Linked DNA regions of Anas platyrhynchos: region 1 is linked to region 2. The links are chromatin contacts, called in public Hi-C maps. All regions are on one chromosome and are shown on one strand. The core of a region is the stretch at or near the end of the contact, and the rest is flanking DNA. Distances in the headings are between cores, read along the strand shown.

Evidence for each region. Hi-C and Micro-C count contacts between places; a contact is called where the count stands out from the background.
Region 1: a Hi-C map of skeletal muscle shows a contact between it and region 2, with 4 times the contacts expected there. The contact joins two enhancer-like sites. A contact is called at or near these places in 5 of 8 Hi-C or Micro-C datasets (F1 follicle, liver, skeletal muscle and 1 more).

Annotation. Positions count from the first base shown.
Region 1 is chr3:62,971,552-62,976,537 of IASCAAS_PekinDuck_T2T, forward strand. It overlaps LOC101800542 (ectonucleotide pyrophosphatase/phosphodiesterase family member 3), which reads right to left. Exons shown (of 25, transcript XM_005009574.6): 15 at 3,212-3,339; 16 at 1,332-1,398. Among named protein-coding and RNA genes, the nearest start is that of MED23, 29 kb to the right of the region's middle. Within about 2 kb of position 2,495, at least 1 of the 8 cell types and tissues checked has an H3K27ac peak or open chromatin away from gene starts, as enhancers often do.
Region 2 is chr3:62,872,598-62,877,342 of IASCAAS_PekinDuck_T2T, forward strand. LOC101800212 (ectonucleotide pyrophosphatase/phosphodiesterase family member 1) reads right to left here. Exons shown (of 25, transcript XM_038176886.2): 25 at 4,232-4,745. Among named protein-coding and RNA genes, the nearest start is that of CCN2, 17 kb to the left of the region's middle. Within about 2 kb of position 2,339, at least 2 of the 8 cell types and tissues checked have an H3K27ac peak or open chromatin away from gene starts, as enhancers often do.

The DNA.
Region 1 (4,986 bases), core at 1,245-3,744, 99 kb after region 2:
TACTTATGAAAATTATTGCTCGTTGTGTTTCAAATTCACACATTTTTATATTTTCATTGCAAAAGTTGGTAACAACTTCAATAAACACAGAGTTTTGGCACTCACAGATCCTATTTAAATGCTAATATTGAGCCAGAAATATAAAGTTTGGTTTTGTATTTTTTTTGCATTCTCAAAAATCTTTGGATAGTTAGGAGCTGATTGCTGTGGCAACAGCCAGCATTAGGGAACTGGGGAGACCCATCTCAAACTTTGCTGAGACCTAAGTCAGTAACACCAACAGTACAATTTAGTACTGGACATCCCTTGCTGGGATCTGTAAGCATTTTAATGGAACCCTGATACTACCTACAGTCCCACATCAGTTTCTATTGCTTCATAAGCCTTCTGAGCTCTCTGCCATGAGATGGCAGGAAACATGACTAAACAGGACAACAGTCTGTTCTAAAATAATATTCTTATGTTCTCACAATAGAAAAGGAATTTTTAATATATTTTTGAAGACAATATTAAGACATATTACTACTTTATAAAGAAATATTTTTAATCAGTCGTTGTGCCAGCAGCATAAGATTATCTATGATTAATGTCTCTACATCAAACAGAATTTATTTTTTTTTCCAACACAAACACTGAGTGCAATTCTGATCAGTATATTGACATGTGGTTTTAATACAGTTGTGAAGACCTGGAAGAATCTCATTATTAGGCACAGGATATGGGACTAGTAGAGGTATGCTTGACCTTACTTAAAGCTTCACCTCACAGAAAGTACATGGATAATACATATCTTCTTGAGCTCAAAAGCTCAAGACTTCTAAATAGACCTGTTACAGGACATGAAAGAGACAAAATTTCAAAATAGGCTATATTAATATACAGGCTATATTAATCATCTTTTTGCCCTGATGACATGCCTAAGGCTTGTAAGACAAGCAGAGAAAATGAGATTTAGCTTATTTGAGCACACAGGCCTTCAGATGTTCAATTGGATTCCCTGAGTTTATGGAGATTTTTCAGTCATTGCTTCAGTAGAAAAGGAAAGAACTTAGTGTTCCACATCTGAACACAGTATGCTTGATTTACTGGTTCCATGGAGTTAAGGTGAGCCATGACAAGTTTTACTACAGGATCCCAAAGAAGCTGGACTTGTACACACTGATGAAAGGCAATACCAATATGTGAACCCTATACATGTTCACAGTTTGTATGTCTGGATGACAGGTAAGAAAAATCACAATGCTAAAACTACTATATATTCTCCTGGTTCATCTACCACATTCTGATTTTCTTCATGAGAAGACACAAGACTTGAATAGAAATCATCTTACCTCCATACTTTTAAATTCATTGTCATAGCCATGGTTACCTACGTCACAAAACGTGTAACTGTTGTCCCTGAGAAGAAACCATCACAGACTGTGAATTAAAACGTCACAAATAGAGGCAGATAGTAAGAGTCATCCTAAATCACTGCACTCTGAACAATATCCTCAGAACTGACTCTGAAATAATATTGTACTGCTTTTTGCTCATCCTGTGTTCATGTTTATGAAGAACTCTCCATCTTATACCACAGGTTGCTATGGACAGAAACAAAACATATTCTAGACAACTATGGAGTGTACAGTGAATCAATGTTTTCAAAATAAATTGAATAAATGCCTGTTTTTGACTGAGGCCTTTACTCAGCAAGAACTTTCACAACAGTGTAATCTGCTTAGGAAGAATTCTTCAGTTATATTCCTTGGTATCAGCAACTTAATATAAAAGTCATAGTAGGAAAATTTATCTGTTATCTTCTGTGGAACAACACAAATAAGACTGCAAGGGATTTTGCCTTACAAGAGAGTGCAATCTCATCATATATCTTAAAAGGGTGATCTTGAAGGAGAGATGTTCATGTGGGAAGGGGTTATAGAATTATTAACATGCTAAAATACTCTGACTTATGGTGACTAATGCTTGTATTAACTTAACTGTTGCTGAGATACCTGGAAAGATAAGGACATAGTCATCTTTTATTTATTCAACACATACTTGTAAGACCTATGTACCCTGTTTTCAAAGGCACAAGAACACTCAAGCACAGCTAAAAAGAAAAAATGAATGTGATATTTTTCACTGTGTATTTCTTTTTAGGTTCAGGACAATTATTTGGTTGCACCAAAATAAACAATAAAGTTATGTACTGATCAGGCGTTTTCTAGTATTTGAATAGCCTTGAAATTCCAAGTCAGATCATAGTTCTGCTGTTGTAGCCCTGTATCTCAGAAATACAGTATTGCTACTTACACCACCAACATTGTCCTGAATTTTACATAGTTTTTTATATAGACAGCAGTAAAAACTAGTTATTCTGGGTAGAATGAAATATTTACAGTTCTGAGGTAATGATGTAGTGTGGAGAAAAACTGACCTTGTACAGTAGCAGAGGACCTTGAAAAGGGGCATAGCACAGAAAAGGGGCAGAGCATAGCACAGAAGACTACAGACATGAGATGACTACAGACTTGCCCAAGCTGGCCTCTGGAGACCCCAAGGCTACAAACAACTCACCAGTGTTTTGGTGAGTTATCAAAGACATGTAGATCCGGAAACTAATATAGCCATATTTAGAAGTAAAAAAGAGAACAGGAACAAGTATTTAACACATGTAAAGTACATTATAAACAGTAGAATGAGATGTAGTGTTGACTTGGAGACCAGTGAAGAACGACAAAGTTATAGAAGTGTGTTAGCATACATATAAAAATGACCTCAGTAAGATCACAGAGTGAAGAAAAAGAAACATCAGCATCATATTCCTATTGAGGAAGGATAATAATGCCAATTTCTGGACAGCAGACTGAAGTCATAAGGGCCCAGAAGAACAGTGAGAGGATGACCTTAACACCAGCAAAAGGTCTAGATACTAGGAAGGGTTTGCGTAACACTTTTAACTGCATTATTTTTGAGACTTTTTTTTTTAATAGCTTTTTTGTTGTTGCTGCTGCTGTTGTTTTTTTTCTGTAAAATTTTTTTCTGGAGTACTAGACTTCTTTGACTAGACTGTGAAGATTTCAGTCATACTAAAATGCATTCTTAGCTTACATTATTCATTTTTACACTTGAAAAAAAAAATAAATGTAACACTGCAAGTCTTACAAAACAAGAAAGGAGGCATCAATGAATGAAATGAAAAGGAAAACGGTCACAAACATGATGGTACCTTACAGCCAGCCACTGTCGATCCACCAGAAGATGAACTTTGTCAATACGAATGTTGTTAGCATAATGGAACCGTTTTGGCAGGTTAGGTGTCAGATAAGGCTTGAAGTGCTGAGGGGATCTTTTGCACTGCACAACAAGAAAGGGCCCAGTCAGATTTGTGCAGTATCAAAAATAAATCCATCATTGAGTATTATCACAAACAGTTTGGAGAGAGCTTCTCCAATAACCCTGCCTATCTCATTTTCAGCCCAAGAGGCAATGGAATTATAGTAACCTTACCAATACTATGGTAAAAGCACTGCTAAGGCTGAAAGACATTTAGTAGTAATGTTTACCCTGTACATTCGTACTAGTGTCACTGGCATCTCATATGTAAGTTCACAAACTACAAGAGAAAGTTCCTAGGTAGTTCATGATTTTCTGTCACCTTCTATTACTTTACCATTCAATAAGCAACACAGAAAAACAAATATACATAACATGTACTGTCTAGAGTTTTAGTTGCAAGATTGAACATGTAGATGTCTAGTGCTCAGCTATTAGCTACAGACCTTAGCTCTGACATCCACATTTACTATTTTAACTGCTATATTAATAGGCATACCATGAAGGAGTTTGCCATCAAGACACTAATGAAAACCATACAATATGCTGCAATAATTTAACTGCATATGGTTATCAGGAGTCACTCCACCAGCCAGAAACCACCACAGCAATGTTTCAGAGGTGTTGATCCCATTCAGAAATCTGGGACAACACAGAACAGCTAAAATGTTGAGGGAATTGCTGCTAGAAAGCAGATTAAGCCAGAGAAGAGGGCCTGTTTTATCACACAGGCAGCACACAAGCTATAGCATATTTGGAGTCTGATCTGACATCTTCACCTTTGAGCCCTAGAATTCTACACTATGCACAGAATGCCATTCATGTATGAAATGAGAGTAAAATGTTCCTTGATAGTCATCTAAGAAGCACAGTGAAAAACAAATAAGGATTCAGTGGGTTTGCTAGCTCAGGAGAGGAGATCATTCTGCAGAAGATACTCTAATAAAGGGAAAAAAATAGAAGAAATCGACCTAATTAACATACAATCCACAATTTCCTTCTCTGCCCCAAACCCTTCTTCTAACAACTTGAAAGAGACAAAACATGGGATGTAACTATCTATGAATAGATGGGGGAAAGGAAGTCTCCTCAATCCAGATTATTCCTACAATACAGAGATGTTGCATCTCACCTTGTAACTATTACCAGTAGCAGTTTCAAGTAGGGTAGAGAACATGCAGAAACTGCTATTGCCTTCACCCTAATGCTCTTTGGTATGACAGGCTCCACATCATACAATGGGGTAGAAGATGTAACACTGAAAAAGCTCCTTCCTCTATTCCCATCCCCTGATATTCTACTCCCACGTCTGCTTTGGATGCTGGAACAAAGGACATGTTCTTAGGTAATTCAGAATCAATAAGAATTTAAACAGGAATTTCACCGCTCTCTGAACTTCGAGTGGCTGGCAAAAGCTACGTGTTGTATGGCACAGATGAGTGATTCAAGAGGTTACAGGAAGACCTCCAGTGGTGGTTTATTGGAAATACACTCTGCTGAGATAGCCTAGCACTTTTCCAAGCTGAGTAAATACTCAGCTCTAGAAGTATCAGAACATCTGTCCACAAATTCATTGAAGGAAATAAAGGAAAATTATGGCAATACAGAGAGAGTGAGCAGTTTATATCTTTAATTCACCATGAATTATAAATTTAAAGAAATACAAAA
Region 2 (4,745 bases), core at 1,089-3,588:
GAGCAAGGGAAAGAAAGCTATGGACAACCTGATTTATATTACGTGAACTCCAAGATGGCATCCATTTCTGTAAACTACCTCAAGAACAACTACTTGTGGTAAATTGGGCCACATCTGGCTGGTGGACGGTCACTAGTTGGGTCCCTCAAGGCTCCATTTTAGGTCCAGTCCTCTTCAATGTCTTTATAAATGATTTGGAGGTAGGACTAGAAGGTGTTTTGAGCAAATTTGCCAACAACACCAAACTTGGAGGAGTTGTGGACTCTGTTGAGGGTGGAAAGGCCTTGCAGAGAGACCTAGACAGATTGGAGAGCTGGGCGATCACCAACCATATGAAGTTTAACAAAGGCAAGTGCTGGATCCTGCACCTGGGATAGGGCAACCCTAGCTATATATAAAGACTGGGTGATGAGACGCTGGAGAGCAGCCCTGCAAAGAGGGATCTGGGGGTTGTGGTCAACTGCAAGTTGAATATGAGCCAGCAGTGTGCCCTGGCAGCCAGGAGGGCCAACCGTATCCGGGCTGCACCAAGCATGGCATGGCTAGTTGGTTGAGGGAGGTGATTGTCCTGCTCTACTCTGCACTGGTGCGGCCTCACTTAGAGTACTGTGTGCAGTTATGGGCACCACAGTACAAGAAGGACATTAAACTGTTGGAAAGTGTCCAGAGGAGGGCGATGAAGATGGTGAAGGGCCTAGAGGGGAAGACGTATGAGGAGCAGCTGAGGTCACTGGGCCGGTTCAGCCTGGAGAAGGGGAGGCTGAGGGGCGACCTCATCGCAGTCTACAACGTCCTTGCAAGGGGAAGTGGGGAGGCAGGTGACCTATTCTCTGTAAAAACCAATGATAGGACCACGGGAATGGTGCTAAGCTGAGGCAGGGGAAGTTTAGGCAGGACATCAGGAAGAGGTTCTTCACCGAGATTGTGGTTGCTCACTGGAACTGGTTCCCTGGGTTCATAGTCACTGCACCAAGCCTGTCTGAATTTAAAAAGCGATTGGACTGTGCACATAGTCACATTGTCTAAACTTTTGGGCAGACCTGTGTGGTGCCAGGAGTTGGACTTGATGATCCTTATGGGTCCCTTCCAACTCAGGATATTCTATGATTCTATGATTCTGCTGGTCACAGTGATTAAGCAGTTGATATAGAGTCATACTGCATTTCTGTCCTGCTGAAGCAAGCAGTGGGATTTAGCATCTTATATGATTTGGACAAGAAAAGTAAATTACCAACATCTGCAGTGTAATTAGTTCTACTGAAACACAGGATATACAATAATGTATATGAAAAACGCCCTTCCTCAATTTGTCTAGCATAACCTTCCAATAATGTTTTGGATTCTTTAGACTTCAGTAATTCAGTCTTCCCAATGCTCTCATCTCTAAAACTTGTAGTAGGAGTGTTAGCTCATTACAAGAATGCGAAGTATTTCATAAAAAGCTTAGGAAAGTCAATTTTCCAAATGGTTTGTCTGGATTTCTACTATCCTGGGGCCATATTTCTTTAGAAAATGTATGCTAAACAAAACACATCTTTTCCCAGTTACCTCAGATCAGACCAGAAGAGGGGCAGCTACCTGAAAATGCATTTGCTGTTGCATAAAGTCAAATGTATCCATAAATGATCAGTAAACTTTGCACTCCCCTAAACATTTTTTATTTTCAATAGCAGAACCAAATGTACATAATTACTTTCTGCAGTGTAAAAAGGCCAATTACAGCTTTCATGTAGTTTCATCATTATGAGAGTTGAGTCAAAATTTTGTGGTAGAATAAGCCATTTCAAACAGCCAGCAGGTACAAGATTTCAAAGTGAATTTGGTATACTCGAGCAGTGCACTTTCTACAACCTGGAAGTTCAAAGCTTTGGTACAGATGCAGGATTGTGAAGCTTCCAGCATAGGGAGACAAGAAGAGACACAAATGATTTCTCTTTCAAACTCCAGAAAGAGGCTGGTGCTGGACTATATCTTTGCCCAGGTGCTGTGAACACAGAGCCTCACGTATGTTATGCACACAACCCAAGGGCAATTCCACTGACTCTTGATCGGGGGGCATTGGTCAGGGCTTTTGGGGTGACTCAGTTTTCCATCCCACTGCATTTGTTTTATTCAAGCAGAGAAACTAAAAATAAAATGGACTAAATCTGCAATAAAGGGCAACACAAATTTAACACATGTGGCCAAGGAGGAATATGATAATTTGCAACAGCATCCTTTAGAATCTGTAGCCAGGCTTCCATAATTATTGCAAGTTTGTCCATGGTCTCCATAGCAGCCTTTCCTGAGGCTGGAGGCCGGTGTGGTGACTCATAGCGGTTCAGTGAGGGACTTGGACTCTTTTCCAAGGGAGTCTGAGTCACAGGATACCGAACCTGGGCTGGTTTCCTGTAACGCAAAGGTTCCCAAAATATGGTAGATGTACCATTCATGATGCACAAGCCACCTCAGTGCGGTGCTCCCAGACAGCTGGACGTTGCCACAGGGTGTATGAGGGTAGGCCGGAGACGTTGCTGTTGCTGCTGCTACTGGTGATGGCAGAACCCAAACAAAACATTTGGAAATTTTTGCTTTAGTAAGTTGCTGGTCTCACATTCACTCTGTCCTTGAACTCCTCAAAAGGGTAAAAATGGCTTTCCACAGTACAGTGATAAAAGAGCTAGATATAGTCCTCACCACGCACCCTGGGATGGGTTCCTAGCCCTGTTATGGTGCTGCTGTGGGCACAGCATTACAGCAGCTGCAGGGTGACCCTGCCATAGGAGAAGCCCCTCATGATGCTGTTGCCCTTCAGCATCCTCTCTGGGGTGGTAGGATGGGCAACTAGTCCTGGCACAGAGGCCTCCTCAGCAAGAGCACTGAGTTTCACTGCAGATCTTGGAAGAAGTGAGGTGAAAAAATAGGCCTTTCCTCCCAGCTGAGTGCTCTAACCACAGAGCCACAGATTTAGGCTTTCTTTTTGTCTTCTGGCCTCCATGAAGCTCATTTTCCTGGAAAAGGGAAAGTGCCCTCCCATGCAACAGAGGAGCAGCTCCTCCCTGACTGCCAGGCCTGGTTTATAACCTTGTATTTAAAGGGATAATTATGTACGTCAAATCTCCTCAGCCTAGGGACAGCCAGATGCCCAGACCACCCACTCTCCAGCTGAGGCCAAGCACCCTGGCAGGTGCTGATGGCAAATGGCTCTTGTGCACTGGGTGGATGCAGCGGTTCCAGTGTGTGATGGATGTGTTGTAAGCACAGGTACCAGAACAGGCCTCTCTCAAATATAGGCAGCCAGATTTTGCCTCATTTTATTTTTAAAACACTTGGGACAGCCTGGGGTAAGTGAGAGCAAGAAATCTATCACATTAGTCAAGTGAATACCTCACAGTTACTGAGAGGGGAGCAGCCAGCTATATGAACCTGAAAACCTCTGAAGGCACAACTCCAAGGACATTTTGTCAGCAGCAAAACCATCCTGAGATGTCCTCTGCCCCCTTGCTCATTCCTGCCCCACCGTCCTAAAAAAATTGGTAAATAAACAAGTTATGGGAAAAAAATAAAAGTGTTTATTCACAACATTGAGATGACACAATTGCACATTTTTAAAAAGCAAAGATGAAGAAATAAAAGAAGCAAAACTATTTACACAAAGATGAAATCAAGATAGCTCTCTGCTCTGTCAAGTTGACTTGGAAATTTCTGGCAAGGCCACATCGCACACTCCTCTCAGCAACCACCCTGTCTTGATGACCACATCAGCTTTTACAGCCACTCTTCCATCCAAAATCTTCCCTAGGTCAAACCAGCAGTCAGCTGCTCCCTAAAGTCCATCCTGTTCCATCCTTACCCAGGAGCTAGGCTCACTATGCTGCCTCTCAATTGAAATTGGCATTGCTTCACTTTCTGAAGGTGTTAACATCCCTGACATTTGCATTCAGGAGATGATAGCAGTTCTACCAGATGTCAGAATATTTTGTCCCAAGAGGAAATTGGTTTATCTCCCAAATTTACTGATTCATTGGTGTATTTCATTGAGATTATCTTCTATTGGAGTTTTATTCCATGCCAATCTGAATCAAAACCAACCTTGATAAATGAGATTGATATGGAACTTCTCACCACCTCTTGCCTGAAATCAGGCATCAACAGTCAATAACTACTACAGCTGAGAAGAGTTACGGAGTGCTATATATGTGTACTAGCATTCAACTATTCAGTAGCATTTGGTACAAAAGAGGGTCAAGAATAGCATACATCATCCGATGTTTTTATTGGTCACAGGCAAAGTTACAAAGCAGTTACACTGAATAATGCTGTCACAGTCATGTCGTCATGTGAGGTTGCTACAACACATTTAAATTTCACACAGTGAAACTACTTTAGGAAAAAAAACAAACAAACATGCTTGTAACAGGTCAAGAAAATACACTTGGTTAAAGGAAAAAAACGGTCCCAGGACATCAGCCCACTCAAACTGAAGTTAATGGGAAAGCTTCTATTGACTTCAGCAGGCTTTGAATCCAGCTTCCACCATGCCCTGACCAAACTGTAAGGTCAAATGCCTCTCTCTGCTCAGTTGCAGACCCTTCAGACTTTTAAAATACTTGTGCGTGATGTATTTTCTTTCTTTTAAAAAGAGAAGAACATAAATGTGTAATTGACTACGCCAAACTTTATACATAACAGAGGCAATTTTGGCTCGTCAGTTTTAGAGAGAGTGGAAGAATTACAAAGACAAGAGCATGAGTACTAGAAAAGGA